2 separate regions of the Mus musculus genome follow, and region 1 is linked to region 2. The links are chromatin contacts, called in public HiChIP or PLAC-seq maps. All regions are on one chromosome and are shown on one strand. The core of a region is the stretch at or near the end of the contact, and the rest is flanking DNA. Distances in the headings are between cores, read along the strand shown.

Region 1 (6,113 bases), core at 2,423-4,922, 360 kb after region 2:
CCCCATTGCCCTCCACTCCTGGAGTGACATAACTTAGGTCTATGCTTTGCTCTGGCCTGGATGTTCCCTAGTGGGGTTCAGCAGCCCCCTTTAACACACTTCTCCATCTTATCTCACCCCCTTACTCCCACCTGGGGATTCTGGGCCTTCAAATAAACCCCTTGTGCTAGGGTCTTTATCCCCCAGGCCTACCTGAGTGAACTCAGGCCTAGACAGATAAGTTACTTGGCCTCTCTCTGTAAAAGGTGGGTGCCATGTGGGTCAGGGTTCAGATCTGTGCCTGCCACCCGTGTGTGTTTGTGGAGCAGCGTTTTGGGTGTCTGGCTCCCCGGGGAGGAGGTCAGCTCAAGTGGGCTCCCTTGCAGATGTGTGCGGCGGTGTCTTGACCGGCCTGTCAGGGGTTCTCAGCAGCCCTGAGTACCCCAACAATTACCCCAACAATGTGGAGTGCCACTGGCTGATCCGCGCCTCAGGACCTGCTGCTGTCAAGTTGGTGTTCGTGGACTTCCAGGTTGAGGGCAGCGACGAATGCATGTATGACTACGTAGCTGTGCTTGGAGCGCCTGGCCCTGCCCACGGGCACCACTACTGTGGCCGCACCAGACCCCCCACCTTCGTGTCCCTGGGCCATGAGCTGCAGGTGGTCTTCAAGTCTGACTTCAACATTGGAGGCCGGGGCTTCAAGGCCCACTACTTCTCAGGTAGGAGGGGCCAAGGCTATGGTAGCGCCTGTGTACTCCTGCCTGCTGCTTTGCTTGGGGACTCAAGCTTGCTTGTGTCCTTGGGGTTTGGGTTTTCTGCACTTTCTCTAATGGCTTAGCACACTCTTCTGGGCCAACGCCAAGGCCTAAGCTGATCATGTTCTTGCTCAGATGGGATCAGTCCCATTTAAATGCCTTAGAGCAGTGGTTCTCAACCTGTGGGTCGTGACCCCTTTGGGGATCAAACAACCCTTTTGCAGGGGTCACATGTCAGATATCCTGTATACCAGATGTTTACATGTGACTCATGACAGTATCAAAATTACAGTTATGAAGTGGCAACGAAAATAATTTTATGGAACTGTGCGGTGGTGGCGCATGCCTTTAATCCTAGTTCTTGGGAGGCAGAGGCAGGAGGATCTCTGAGTTCAAGTCCTGTCTGGTCCACAGTGTGAGTTCCAGGACAGCCAGGGCTACACAGAGAAACCCTGTCTTGAGAAACCAAAATAATAATAATAACAACAACAATAATAATAATAGTTATTATTATTTTATGGTTGGGGTCACTACAACATGAGGATCTGTATTAAGGGGTCGCATCATAGGAGGATTGAGAACCACTGCCTTAGAGAATTAGATACTCTTACATCTACCTCATGCCACCTTTGTCCAGCTCCCTGTCGGAGGGTGAGCTAGCTCCTTTTCCTGTGCCTGCTGTGCTGACGTGATGTGTGTATAGAAGAGTGGATGAGCTTCAGAGAATTCACAGCCCACTGAGAAAGATGGGTGGTACAGCAAAAAGCCAACTGCCATGAGTGCAAACAGGAGGAATCACAGGGGACTTCCTGGAGGAAGAATCAAGCAGAGCCTCAAAGAAGTCAGCCCAGAGGGCATGAATGGTATATACAGAGGGCAGAGGGCAGAGGGCAGGCGGCTGAGAGCAAGGCTGGCATGTAGGCAGAATGTTGGCTTTTATACCTGAGATAGACAAGGGTGTGAGGCACAGAGGAAAGGTCCGCCTGGCTCACAGTTGCAGAGGCCCAAGGCTGTCAGCTGTGGTCTTTGGGCCTGTAGTGAGGAGGAGCATCATGGCAGGGAGCAAGGAGTAGAACAAAAACTGCTCCCTCGTGACAGGAAGGAAGCAGAGACATAAAAAGGAAGGGACTGGGGGCCCTAGTGCCCACTTTTGAGGGTGTCCCCCCAGTGAGCCTCCCAGTAGGCCTGGTGTCCTAAGGTTTCTACCACCTCCCGGTGGCACCTCAGGCTGGAGACCCTGACTTATTTATCATTTATTTGGTGTGAGGATAACTTTCTTCTTCCCAGGAGAATGCCAGGAGGTGTTCACAGCTGTGCGTGGAAACTTCTCCAGCCCACAGTACCCTGGCGCCTACCCCAACAATATCCGTTGCCACTGGACCATCCGCCTGCCCCCCGGCTACCGGGTCAAGGTCTTCATCCTGGACCTGGGCTTGGAGGAGCCCAATAGCCTAACCAGAACCTGTGACTTCGACCATCTGGCAGCCTTTGATGGGGCCAGTGAGGAGGCACAGCTGCTGGGGAAGTGGTGTGGGCATCACCTGCCGCCGCCTGTCACCTCGAGTCGCAACCAGGTCCTGCTCCTGCTGCACACTGACCGCAGCACCTCCGGCAGGGGCTTCTCCGTGGCCTACATCGGAGGTCAGCTGGGTGTGTGTCCTTGGGAACTCTGCGGCCCCTTCCTGTGTCCACTGAGACACAGCCCCTCCACTGACTCCTCCAGACCCCACTCAGTCGCCTACCCTGGGGACCTTGGAGGCCACTCCAGTACGGCCCTCATTTATTTCCACTGTCACCTCTTTTCATAGCTTCTGACTCCCTGATTCCTAATTCCCCCTACCTCGCTCCCTTTCCCATGGGCTCTCTGCCTCTTGGATATTTGATCCAGTTTCCAGGACTGATGCACACAATATGCCAAGTTATCAACAGTCAGGAGGCAAAAACACTGAGATGCCACCAGACTTGCCTGCATCATTCAGAAGTGCTAGCTGGACAAAGGGTACTAAGGTGTCCTCACCCAGCAGCGTGCTAGCCAGGCAACCCCTGTATGGGGCCAGGGACTCGGAATTTCCTAAGGGCACCGCTGAGATCCTTATGTTTGCAACAGAACTTCTGCAGAGCACGGGCATCCTGTCCACAGCCAAGGCTGGGAACGGACAAGAGAGGTGGCAGCCACGAGAATCCCGTTATCCAGAAAGCCCGAGCCTTCCAAAGCGCTCTCAATGCTTTGTCCTGGGTCCCTGTGGTTTCAGTCACGTGGCCATGCTTTTCTGCAGAGGTGGCTGGGAAGCTGGTATTAAGGTTTTTCTAACTTTGGTTATGTGGACTCGGTACAAAGCTTGCAAGTCCCTGAGTCAGGTAAGGAGTAGGGGCTACAGGCTCTGCGGACGTCTTTCCCTCATACACTCCGGCCTGGCCTGTTCAGCAGTGAAAGGAGCCTTTTTCCTCATCCCTGGCTGTTGAGTAGCTAGGGAACCCTGGGAGTGGATTGGAAAACAGTGGCTACAAGCTGGTGGCCCATAGAGACCCTTCTGGTCCTGGTTCTGTGAGAAGAAAAGATGGGGTTCTTGGCACAGCTTCCTTTGATTCTCCATGGACAAGGAGAATGTTGTGAGACCAGGTGCCATCTGGGTTCTGCCCAGTGACCTGGAGTCTCCCCTTAGCTCTCCTGATTTTCCCACCTGTACAGCAGGAATTTGGATTGAAGGGTCTTCCGGGCCAGCTTGCCTCTGAGAGCCCAAGTCTCCAGCCCAGACTGGGCAGCGCTAAGTGATTTAGACCGCCTCTTCTTGCAGCATCTTTGGAGATGAGGGTGGGGGTGGTTGTCATTCTGGCTCCTGTTCCAGGACCTTCTGTGCTCCCTACACAGCCCCCTGTGGGAGTCGAGGGTCAGACAGGGTACTCACACTGGACCAGCACCAGATGGGGCCCAGGCTGTAGGCAGCCTCTCCACAGGGAGGGCAACCACGGCATCAATCAGGGGTGACACACAGTTCAGTGCCACCGAGATCATCGTGGGAGACAGCGGACCCATAAATCCCCGCCTGCCCAGACACCCGAGGTTGAAATATGTCCGAGACATTTCCCGGAGAGGGCTGAGGGATCCAGGCCTCTGCCTGCCAGGCTCCCTTTTTCTTCCAGCCAGCGACCAACCCCCACCTGCCTCTGCCTTGCCTACTCCCTGGCTCCTGCAACCCCAGACACTCAGAGTCGCACTCTCACACAGCACAGGGCATGCTGGGAGCTGACTGATTTGTAATGAGCAGACTGCCCGCCCACCTCCCTCGAGTCTGAAATCCAAACTCAGCCACAACGGGCAGCTTCACCTCTCAGAGATCTGTTTTCAAAACTGAAGTGGCTTGTGGTGTGCCCACCCTCCATGGCCATCACAGGAGGGACAACAGGGTTCCCCCACGCCCCCCGCACCCAGATTCTTTTCTATCTTAGCGTGATGGTCCTTCACAGCACTCCTGTGCATCTCCACATTATTTGTCCTGCACATGCCGTGGTGTGGCAGACTTCTTCATGTCGTCTGTGTCTGTGTCTGTGTCTGTCTGTGTCTGTGTCTGTGTCTGTGTCTGTGTCTGTGTCTCTGTCTGTGTCTGTGTCTGTGTCTGTGTCTGTGTCTGTGTCTGTGTCTGTGTCTGTCTGTGTCTGTGTCTGTGTCTGTGTCTGTGTCTGTCTGTGTCTGTCTGTGTCTGTGTCTGTCTGTGTCTGTGTGTGTCTGTGTCTGTGTCTGTGTCTGTGTCTGTGTCTGTGTCTGTGTCTGTGTCTGTGTCTGTGTCTGTCTGTGTCTGTGTCTGTCTGTGTCTGTGTGTGTCTGTGTCTGTGTCTGTGTCTGTGTCTGTGTCTGTGTCTGTGTCTGTGTCTGTGTCTGTGTCTGTGTGTGCTGTGCAGAGTAGGCCATCAGTAGCTGTGTTTACTGAATGATAGGGTGAACACCCTGCCGTGCGGCAAAGCGATAAGCACTCTTATTGTGGTGAAGAACTAGTTTCCAGTCACTCCCATGCTCATTCATTCATTCATTCATTCAGCATTTCCTCAGCCTGCCAAGCTCTACACTGGCCTCAAAGGGACAGAAACAGTGGTACACTACATGCCTTAAGAGCTCACAGATCGAGGTTTCGGGGGAGCAATGCACGCAATATATCTCAACTGAGTCCTATAGTATTCCATAAGCACCTTCTCTAGTCTGGAGTTCTGTTCCGTGTCTACTGTCCTTCCAGGAGGCTTGGGGGTAATGGTTCTGACAGCAGCCCTAAGGTCTCAGATTCCGCCCTCCTTTCCAGTGGTGCCCATGAATGTGAGCTGTTCTCGCACGGACTTCCAGATCCTGATCTCTGCCCAGGCACTGGCCCCACTGGAGCGGACCAAGGTCTACCTGGGTAGCCGGAGCTGTGCAGCCCAGGAAGTTGGCAGTAACTTCCGGATCCAGGCCCGCTTTGACACCTGCGGTACTGAGTCTCAGGTAGGGGTTGGTGGGGAGGGAGGTATAAGAGATGGGCTCTGAGCCTTACTGAAGGGCACCTGCTGTCCTCAGTTTCCCTCATGGCTCTGATGGTGCACACAGATATGGACTCAGGCTTACTGGCACCCCACCCCCACCCCATAGTGAACAACCCTAAATTTCCTCCCTGCTCCTCTCTTTGAGAGCCCCCGGGGGAGAATGGAACCCCGATTTCTTTAATATGCACAGCTATCCCCCTGCTCACTGCTCACCCATCCTCCCCAACCTGGTGACTCCAATTCATCTCTGGGCTCCACAAACAAATGAGTTTCAAGTAAGGATCCATCTCCCTCCAAAGGCTGTGGAGCTTACAAACAAGATTTTCCCACTATCCTTGGATTTTGGAGGCTGTGAGCCCAGGCTGGGGTGGATGGGTGGTAGGGGCCTGAGAGAGTCCCTGGGCAGTGTAATACCCCAACACCCTAAATTATGTCCTTAGGAGAATGCAGGGGAGGGGGTGCGAAGAGAAGGAACAGTGGTGTGCCCCTGTTAGAGTCCCCAGCTCTGAAACCTGGGTGTCAGCAGTCTGGCTTGGCCTGAGGCCCCATGCCCTGCCACTTGCTTCTGGCCCCTGCTGTCCTCCGCTCAGCCACTGTCCTTTAGAAGGGAGCTGAGGAACATCTGGCTGCCAGTCTGTCTTCACCTTGCTCCATGCCCTGAGGCCCCTAGGGATTTTCTTGGGACAGAACCACATCCAGTGGATGGAATGAAGGAGACAACGTTCCTAAGGGCTGGGAAGGTGGGTCAGTCAGGAATGAGCTAGCCATGCAAGCATGGGGACAGGAGGTCCATCCTCAGACCCATGTTCATCTAAAAAGTAAATAGAAATGTTTAAGGTGGGGGTGGTGGCGCACGCCTTTAATCCAGCA
Region 2 (6,638 bases), core at 1,978-4,477:
CTCTTGACCCTGTGTCTAGGGGCATCTACACTTAAGTCATCCCAAGGAGTCACATCAGATTCCACTCCTATTGAGGGAGTTGTGCCTGGGAAAGGGAGGAGACAAGCTTTGGAGCCCCCTCCCCTCATCTCTAGCTCTGTTTGGTTTCTGGCCCAGTAAATTCTGTTGAATGTCAGGCCATGAGACAATGACTTCCAATCTACCCAAAAGGGAGAAGTGACAGCCACAGGGCTTAGGATGCGGGAGAGCCAGTGCATACACAAGGCAATTTGTGGAGAGTGGTCCCTTCACATTGGCAATTTTGGGTCCCACAGTGAACACCACCCGGAAGCGAACCTACTACACAGGTGGCAGCCTGATCCCTCTTCTCCAGCAGCCCAAGGGTGATGGTCTGGAGGTAGAGTGGCTAGTTCTGGAAGTGAATGGCAGTGGGAGAAGAGCAGCCATTACAGTTCCTGGTGAGTCTGCCTGCAGCTCTAAAGCTCCTGGCTACCCTCACCCACAGGTCTGTCATTTGCTTGGGTGGGTAACTTGATTCTCTGTTACCATGGCAACACAATAAGCCACACACTGGATACAAAGTGGGAGGAATAATGTCAAGAGCAGGAACTCCTGGTCTTCACAGCCTTGAGTCCTCAGCCACACTGTGACTAGAGGAGTGGGGAGTGATTAGGAAGGCCAAGAATGGAGGCCAGCAATTTGTCATGCCTGCCTGAGAGTCACCAGTCACAGCACTTGGAGCCTGGGATGGAGCTGGCAAACTCAAGAATGGCTGGTGCCTCTTGATCTATCCCCATGACATGCCCCCATGTATGTCCCCTTTAACAAAAAACACTGACGTCCCATGATGACAGGATCTCCAAACTGTTGCCTCTTCCAGACAGAGAAGGCATGATCTTGCTGGACATTGGCCTCCAGGAACCTGAGGCTGGGAACCCTGTACCCATCCTACACACCCCAGGTGGCCCTGCTCTGACACTGGAGTCGTGTCTGCTGCGTCTGGCTGTTCACCCCAGGCGCTGGGGCATCCATGTGAACATAGTGGAACCCGAAGCTCTCCGGCCATCCCTGGCCACGTTAGCACACCTTTCTACCCTTGGCCATCTGCCCTGGCCTGTGTGGGTGGGGTCCACAGTCTCACATGGTAGTTTTGTGGTCCCTGGCCACATAGCTGGCAGAGAGCTGCTCACAGCTGTGGCTGAAGTCTTCCCCCATGTGACCGTGGCACCGGGCTGGCCCGAAGAGATGCTGGACAGTGGTTATCAGGAGCAGATGGTCACAGATATGCTGGAGCTGTGTCAGGGACTCCGGCAACCTGTGTCCTTCCAGCTGCAGGCTGGGCCACTGAGTCAGAGTCCAGCCAACACTGTGGCCAGGCTCCTGGCCTCCTCCCCTAGAGCCACTGTCACAGTGTACCACAGCACTGCTGGGAACAGCCATGTGGATTTGTGGGCTGGATTGTGGGCGGCCAGGGCCGTGGACAGGACCCGAGTCTATTACAGGATATCCCAGGAGTACTGGAAAGACTTGCAGGCAGATGTGAGCAGCAACCGACCATCCAGTAGGATTGGACCATCTAGTGTGGAAGGCTTCCCTGGGGAGTCAAGGTGAATAAATGTCTCTGCTTTGTTCCACGCACTGTGTAAGACCTGGGGCAGCATGGGTGGTGTCTAGAGGGTCTGGAGGCTGGGAGCTAGGTCATTCCGGTTGTCCAACAGAAAACTCTCACAAGCCTTGAAAGTGTTGTAGAATTCTGAGGACAGGCCGGACACATTGGTGGTCACATAGTTGAGAAAGCCGGGGGTGGCCTGGTTGTAGTAAGAAACCTGCAGGACAGGAAGTCAAGTTCAAGGAGGCATAATGGGGAGGTGAGAGTCAGCAGCCTTGCTTGCCTTCTGGGGAAGCAACAGATACAACCTTGTATCTTGATCAGTTAGAAAACCTGAGTGATAGACCTAGCCTCTTTTGATAGGTCCCCCAGATACACAGGGAACTTCAACTCTGACTGCCCTATCACAGCAAACCATAAGGTCACTGTACACCTCCCTGCTGACTAGGTGGCCCCAAGGGGACAGGAATTGACTCTAATACCTACACCTGAATCCACTTTATAACAGTGCTGGGAGGGTGGGGTGTCACAGAAACGTGGTAGACATAAGCCTTGGACTATGTCCTTTGTGTAGGTCCTTAGCAATGCTGGCCGAGTCAGCACCTGGGCAAGGCTGCAAGGAAAACTGCATGCCAGGGGAACTGCAGCATACCTGCCCCCAGCTCTGCTCTACCTTTCCAATTAACTCTGACTCCCCTGCTGAGCCTTCTATGCCCTCAAAGCCACATAAAGCCCTCCCAGACGAAAAGGGAGACACATTAAACAAACAATGGCAGAATTTTAGATCAGAGCTGGGCTTTCTGTAGTGTGTCCAGAGCTTTTCCCAAGCCCCAATAGCAGTTTGCTCTCTGACCACACTCAAGCTCCAGACGAGCTCCTTTCAGACTGCAAAGTCTGGGGGGTCATGGGGGTTCGGGTCTGGAAGGGCCCAGCCGAACAGCGTAGAGTTCAGTTTATCCATAGGTGGAAGTATAGAGGGGACATCACGTCTTACCTTAGTCATCTGGTCCCCCTCACGCCACAGACAGAAGCCTGAACAGAGAGTCTCCCCACGTTGGTATTCCGGTGTCTCATGGTGCGTGGGCAGCGTGACCGACCTCAGGGCAATGACATAGGGGTCCCTGGAAGAGAGGCAGAGTTAGAAGGGATCAGAGATCATCCAGAGGAGGATGCCTTGCTGGGGGTCAGCTGTAGGAAGGGGACATCTGTGTTAGCAGCATCAGGTTCAGGCTCCCTGTGAACCCATGGACTGTGTACCTTGGGGTTTTCATTCTTCTGGCCTTTGTCTCCAGAAAAAAAGATGCAGTCTACCCTGGCTGCGCCCATGTCTCAGGTAACAGCCACAAGCTTCCAGAGGGCAGAGACCAAGGGATACCCATGGGAAAGGCACTCGTGTCTGTGGCAACAAATGCCACAGTCGCCCTTGCTTTCAGGAGCAGTTTGTGACCTTGCAGTCATGATGAACTCCCAATGGCGCCTAGAAACAGCTGGTGGGTTCTGAGTCCAGCCACCAGTGGGCAGCAGAGCTCTGGCCTCCATGTTGCTGCTCCTCCCAGGAGAGGGAGAGAGGAGGTCTCCCTACCTCAACTGCACCCCTCAGAGAGCAGGCACTCACCCATTGTCACAAGGCTTCCGCCTAGAGGCCAGGATCACAAAGTCCTGGGGCTTGGTGTTCCCGCTCAGGGCGGGGCTGATGACGTGGTAGATGGCGTCATCCTCATCCACTTGCTGCACCAGCTCCACACTCCTGTGGGGAGGCTGAAGTCAGGGCTCAGAGCCACAGCAGCTCTCTATGGGGAGCAGCTCTGCCAGGCTCCCGCAGCCTGCAGCCTCTGAGCGGAGCCGGGGAAGGATGGGGACCCTCCAGCATATGTGTATGCATGAATGTGTATGCATGTGCTTGTCTGTACACACAACATTCACACACACACACAGTGCACCAGAGCAGATACACAGGCACATGCACATATAAGCATATACAGAGACACTCATCTAGGTACACACACACACACACAAAGCACACTGACATATACTCAAGCCAATACAAGTATGCAAACTGATAGTATTAACTGTCAACTTGACAGAATGCAGAATCATCTGGGAAATGGGTCTCTGGGTATGCCTGTAGGAGATTATCTTGTTAATTGGCAGAGGGAGGCCCACCTGAACTGTGGCCAGCACCATCACCTGACAGGGAAAGTGGAGGCTGTGAGCTGGGCACTAGCATGCATTCACACCCCTCTGTTATGTTACTGTGGATGCAGTATGAACAAGTGCTTCAAGCTTCTGCTGCCTTGACCTCCCCACTGCAGTGGACAGTACTTGGAACTGTGAGCCCGAGTGAACCTGTTCTCCCTTCAGTTGCTTTTGTCAGGGTATTTTACGACAGCAATGGAGAAAGACATATGTGAGCGTATGTACACAGACAGCTCTGAACTCACAGATCTGCAGGTGCACACACACCCCAAGTAGCTGTTCAAGGATTCAGTAGTTGTCCATACTGTCTAATGAGTTCCCAGTGTGTTTCAGGTGCTATCCTGGGATCTCACTTAAGACTCCTGTGGGCAGTCTTAGCATCCTCACTAAATAGAGGAGCTAAGGCTGGGGGTTAACCCACTCTGGGCTACAGAGTTCATGAGGAAACAGGGCTGGGGTGTTCAGCCTGATGGGTAACAGAGACAACACAAGACCAGGCATACTCACACATCTGTTCAGGTATACAGGCATCAACTGACATTGGTACCCACAGACACAAGGGCAGTCACATGAGGACATGGCCACACCTCCCCCTATCCTTCTGCTGCACAAAGGCTGGCTAGGGAACAGGCTGGCTGTGCAGGCCTAGGGGAGTGTGCTGGGGTCTCTAGCCTATGTCACTCACCCTCAGTGAACTTTGGTTTGGTCCACAGCAGCCCATCTTTCCCAGCTCCTCTGCCCAGCCACCACCGATCACCTCTCAGTTCTAGAATACCCTGCTAGCAGGTCCGGGTTACCCATGCACAGCATTTTAGAGCAACACAGTTTATTCTTTTCTTTCTTGCCACTTGCTTGATCTCTTGCTCTATGTGTGTGTGGTTGTGTGTGCATGTGTGCGCACATGCACAAGTATGAGTGTTTGAATGCAGGTATTCACCTATTGGTGCACTGTTGATAACAACCTCAGGTATGTCATTGCTATTTGCCTGTGTGTGTGCACCAGACTAACTTTGCTCTAGCAGTTCTAAGGAGTCTCCTGTCTCCCATCTCACAGAAAGAATCCTGGGATTGCAGGCATGAGCTACATGCCCAGCTTTATATGGCTTGTAAACCATCTCTTCAGCCCTCCCAACTTGGGTTCAAGTTCTCATGCTTGTGTGCAAGCGCTTTATCTACTAAACCGTCTCCCCAACACTGCACAAGCATGGCTGCAAAGAAAGCTTAGGCAGGAAGCCGGGCTATGAATGGCTATGCTCACTCCGCTGAAGGCAGACTCAAAGAAGGAGCAGGCTACTCTAGAAAGTCAGCTGGTGATGCGCAGCTCACTGACTTCCCATCTAGCCTCCTAGGGAAGCTCTTGTAATGCAGGCTCCGACTGAGCCACGACATCGGCAGAACAGGAGAGGACTTTGAGGATGCTGAACAAACACCGCTTTAAGCATTAACTTTCCCAGCCCCACAAGTTGGCTCAATGGGTAGGGCACTTTGCCATCATGCCTGCTGAGTTCAGAGTTTAGTTCCCAGCACCTTGTCTAGTGGGTCACAACTGCCTCTACAGACATCTGTACTTACACACACACACACAAGTAGAGCCTTGGCAGGTGGTAAGAACACTGGCTGCTGCGCATTTATGACCTGCTCACCCCCTAAGACCCTTCTTAAGAGTTGGGAGGGCTGGGTTGGAGAGATGGCTCAGCAGTTAAGAGCACCAACTGCTCTTCCAAAGCAAAGGTCATGAGTTCAAATCCCAACAACCACATGATGGCTCACAACCATCCGTAATGAGATCTGATGCCCTCTTCTGGGGTGTCTGAAGACAGCAGTGTACTTACATATAATAAATTAGTCTTTAAACAAACAAACAAACAAAAAAGAGTTGTAAGGGCTGAAGAGATGGCTTACAGGTTAAGAGCACGGGCTGTTTTTTTATTTTTTATTTTTTTTAAGAGGACCTGGGTTCAATTCCCAGCACCCACATGGTAGCTCAAAATCATCTTTACTGATGCTTTGTTCTGGTTCCCATGAGCACCAGACACATATGTGCTGCACAGACAGGCAAAATATCCATATTCATAAAATATTTTTAAAAGGCGCAAACAGAGGCCCAGGTCAGAAACGGCCTGACCAATGTCAAACTATCTAGAGCAGAAACAAGACTTAAACCCAGGCCTCCACGTTCAGTTCCAGGTTTAGTCTCTTCCCTAGGGCTTCAACATACCCATGACTTTGCCATTTAACACAGGACTGACTATACTCTGTAGCCAGGCCCACCCCAGCTGAAGGCCAGTGGGAGCAAAGCATTGTGGGATATGCTTAGCATCAGCAGGCAATCCCCCACCTTTCTCCCAGCACTGGCCCCTCACCGGTAATGCTTGTCCCACTCTGGTCTCCTGCGCAGGTCTGACAGCAGCTGAAAGACCTGGGCGGCATCCACATTTACCACCATCTCCAAGTGAAAGGAGAGGAAGTCCTCTTCTAGGATGTACAGGCGGACCTGCAGAGCACAGAGAACGGCCTCGCCACAGCCCCAGACTGCTGCCGGTGGAGTCTGTCTGCTGGAAGTCAGGGCTGCCACTGACTGGCTGTCTGACTAAAGAAGTGACTGAATGTCCTTGCCACAACCCCGTGAAAATGGACCTCTCACAGAGCTCAGTACGGACAGACAGAAAGCACTGCTGTAAGAAGCAGTAGTCAGAGCTGGAGAGATGGCTCAGAGGTTAAGAGCACTGGCTTCTCTTCCAGAGGACTGGGGTTCAATACCCAGCATCCACATGGCAGCTTAAAGATATCTGTAACTCCAATCTAGGGTATCTGACACCCTCTTCTGGCTTCC

The links. HiChIP or PLAC-seq counts read pairs in DNA pulled down with a chosen protein or histone mark.
Region 1: a contact with region 2 is called in an H3K27ac HiChIP or PLAC-seq map of differentiating embryonic stem cells, with 5 times the contacts expected there. The contact joins two enhancer-like sites. A contact is called at or near these places in 13 of 39 promoter capture datasets (the 3T3-L1 cell line, the C10 cell line, cranial neural crest and 9 more), 1 of 15 datasets of contacts at CTCF or cohesin (the NIH/3T3 cell line), 3 of 484 Hi-C or Micro-C datasets (B cells, bone marrow-derived macrophages and reprogramming fibroblasts), 5 of 115 datasets of contacts at active chromatin or transcription factors (differentiating embryonic stem cells, double positive thymocytes, embryonic basal ganglia and 2 more) and 3 of 9 other capture datasets (adipose tissue, embryonic stem cells and liver).

What each region holds. Positions count from the first base shown.
Region 1 is chr4:107,104,694-107,110,806 of GRCm38.p6, forward strand. It overlaps Cdcp2 (CUB domain containing protein 2), which reads left to right. Exons shown (of 4, transcript NM_172873.3): 3 at 366-701; 4 at 2,025-3,055. The coding sequence ends at 2,545. Among named protein-coding and RNA genes, the nearest start is that of Cdcp2, 11 kb to the left of the region's middle. Within about 2 kb of position 3,673, at least 57 of the 459 cell types and tissues checked have an H3K27ac peak or open chromatin away from gene starts, as enhancers often do. A contact at or near this core is called in differentiating embryonic stem cells and hippocampal neurons, where this site is marked.
Region 2 is chr4:106,746,659-106,753,296 of GRCm38.p6, forward strand. It overlaps Acot11 (acyl-CoA thioesterase 11), which reads right to left. Exons shown (of 16, transcript NM_025590.4): 13 at 6,169-6,299; 14 at 3,225-3,356; 15 at 2,604-2,730; 16 at 1-1,826. The coding sequence ends at 1,671. Fam151a (family with sequence simliarity 151, member A) reads left to right here. Exons shown (of 8, transcript NM_146149.1): 7 at 315-458; 8 at 881-1,634. The coding sequence ends at 1,611. Among named protein-coding and RNA genes, the nearest start is that of Fam151a, 16 kb to the left of the region's middle. Within about 2 kb of position 3,228, at least 92 of the 459 cell types and tissues checked have an H3K27ac peak or open chromatin away from gene starts, as enhancers often do. A contact at or near this core is called in differentiating embryonic stem cells and hippocampal neurons, where this site is marked.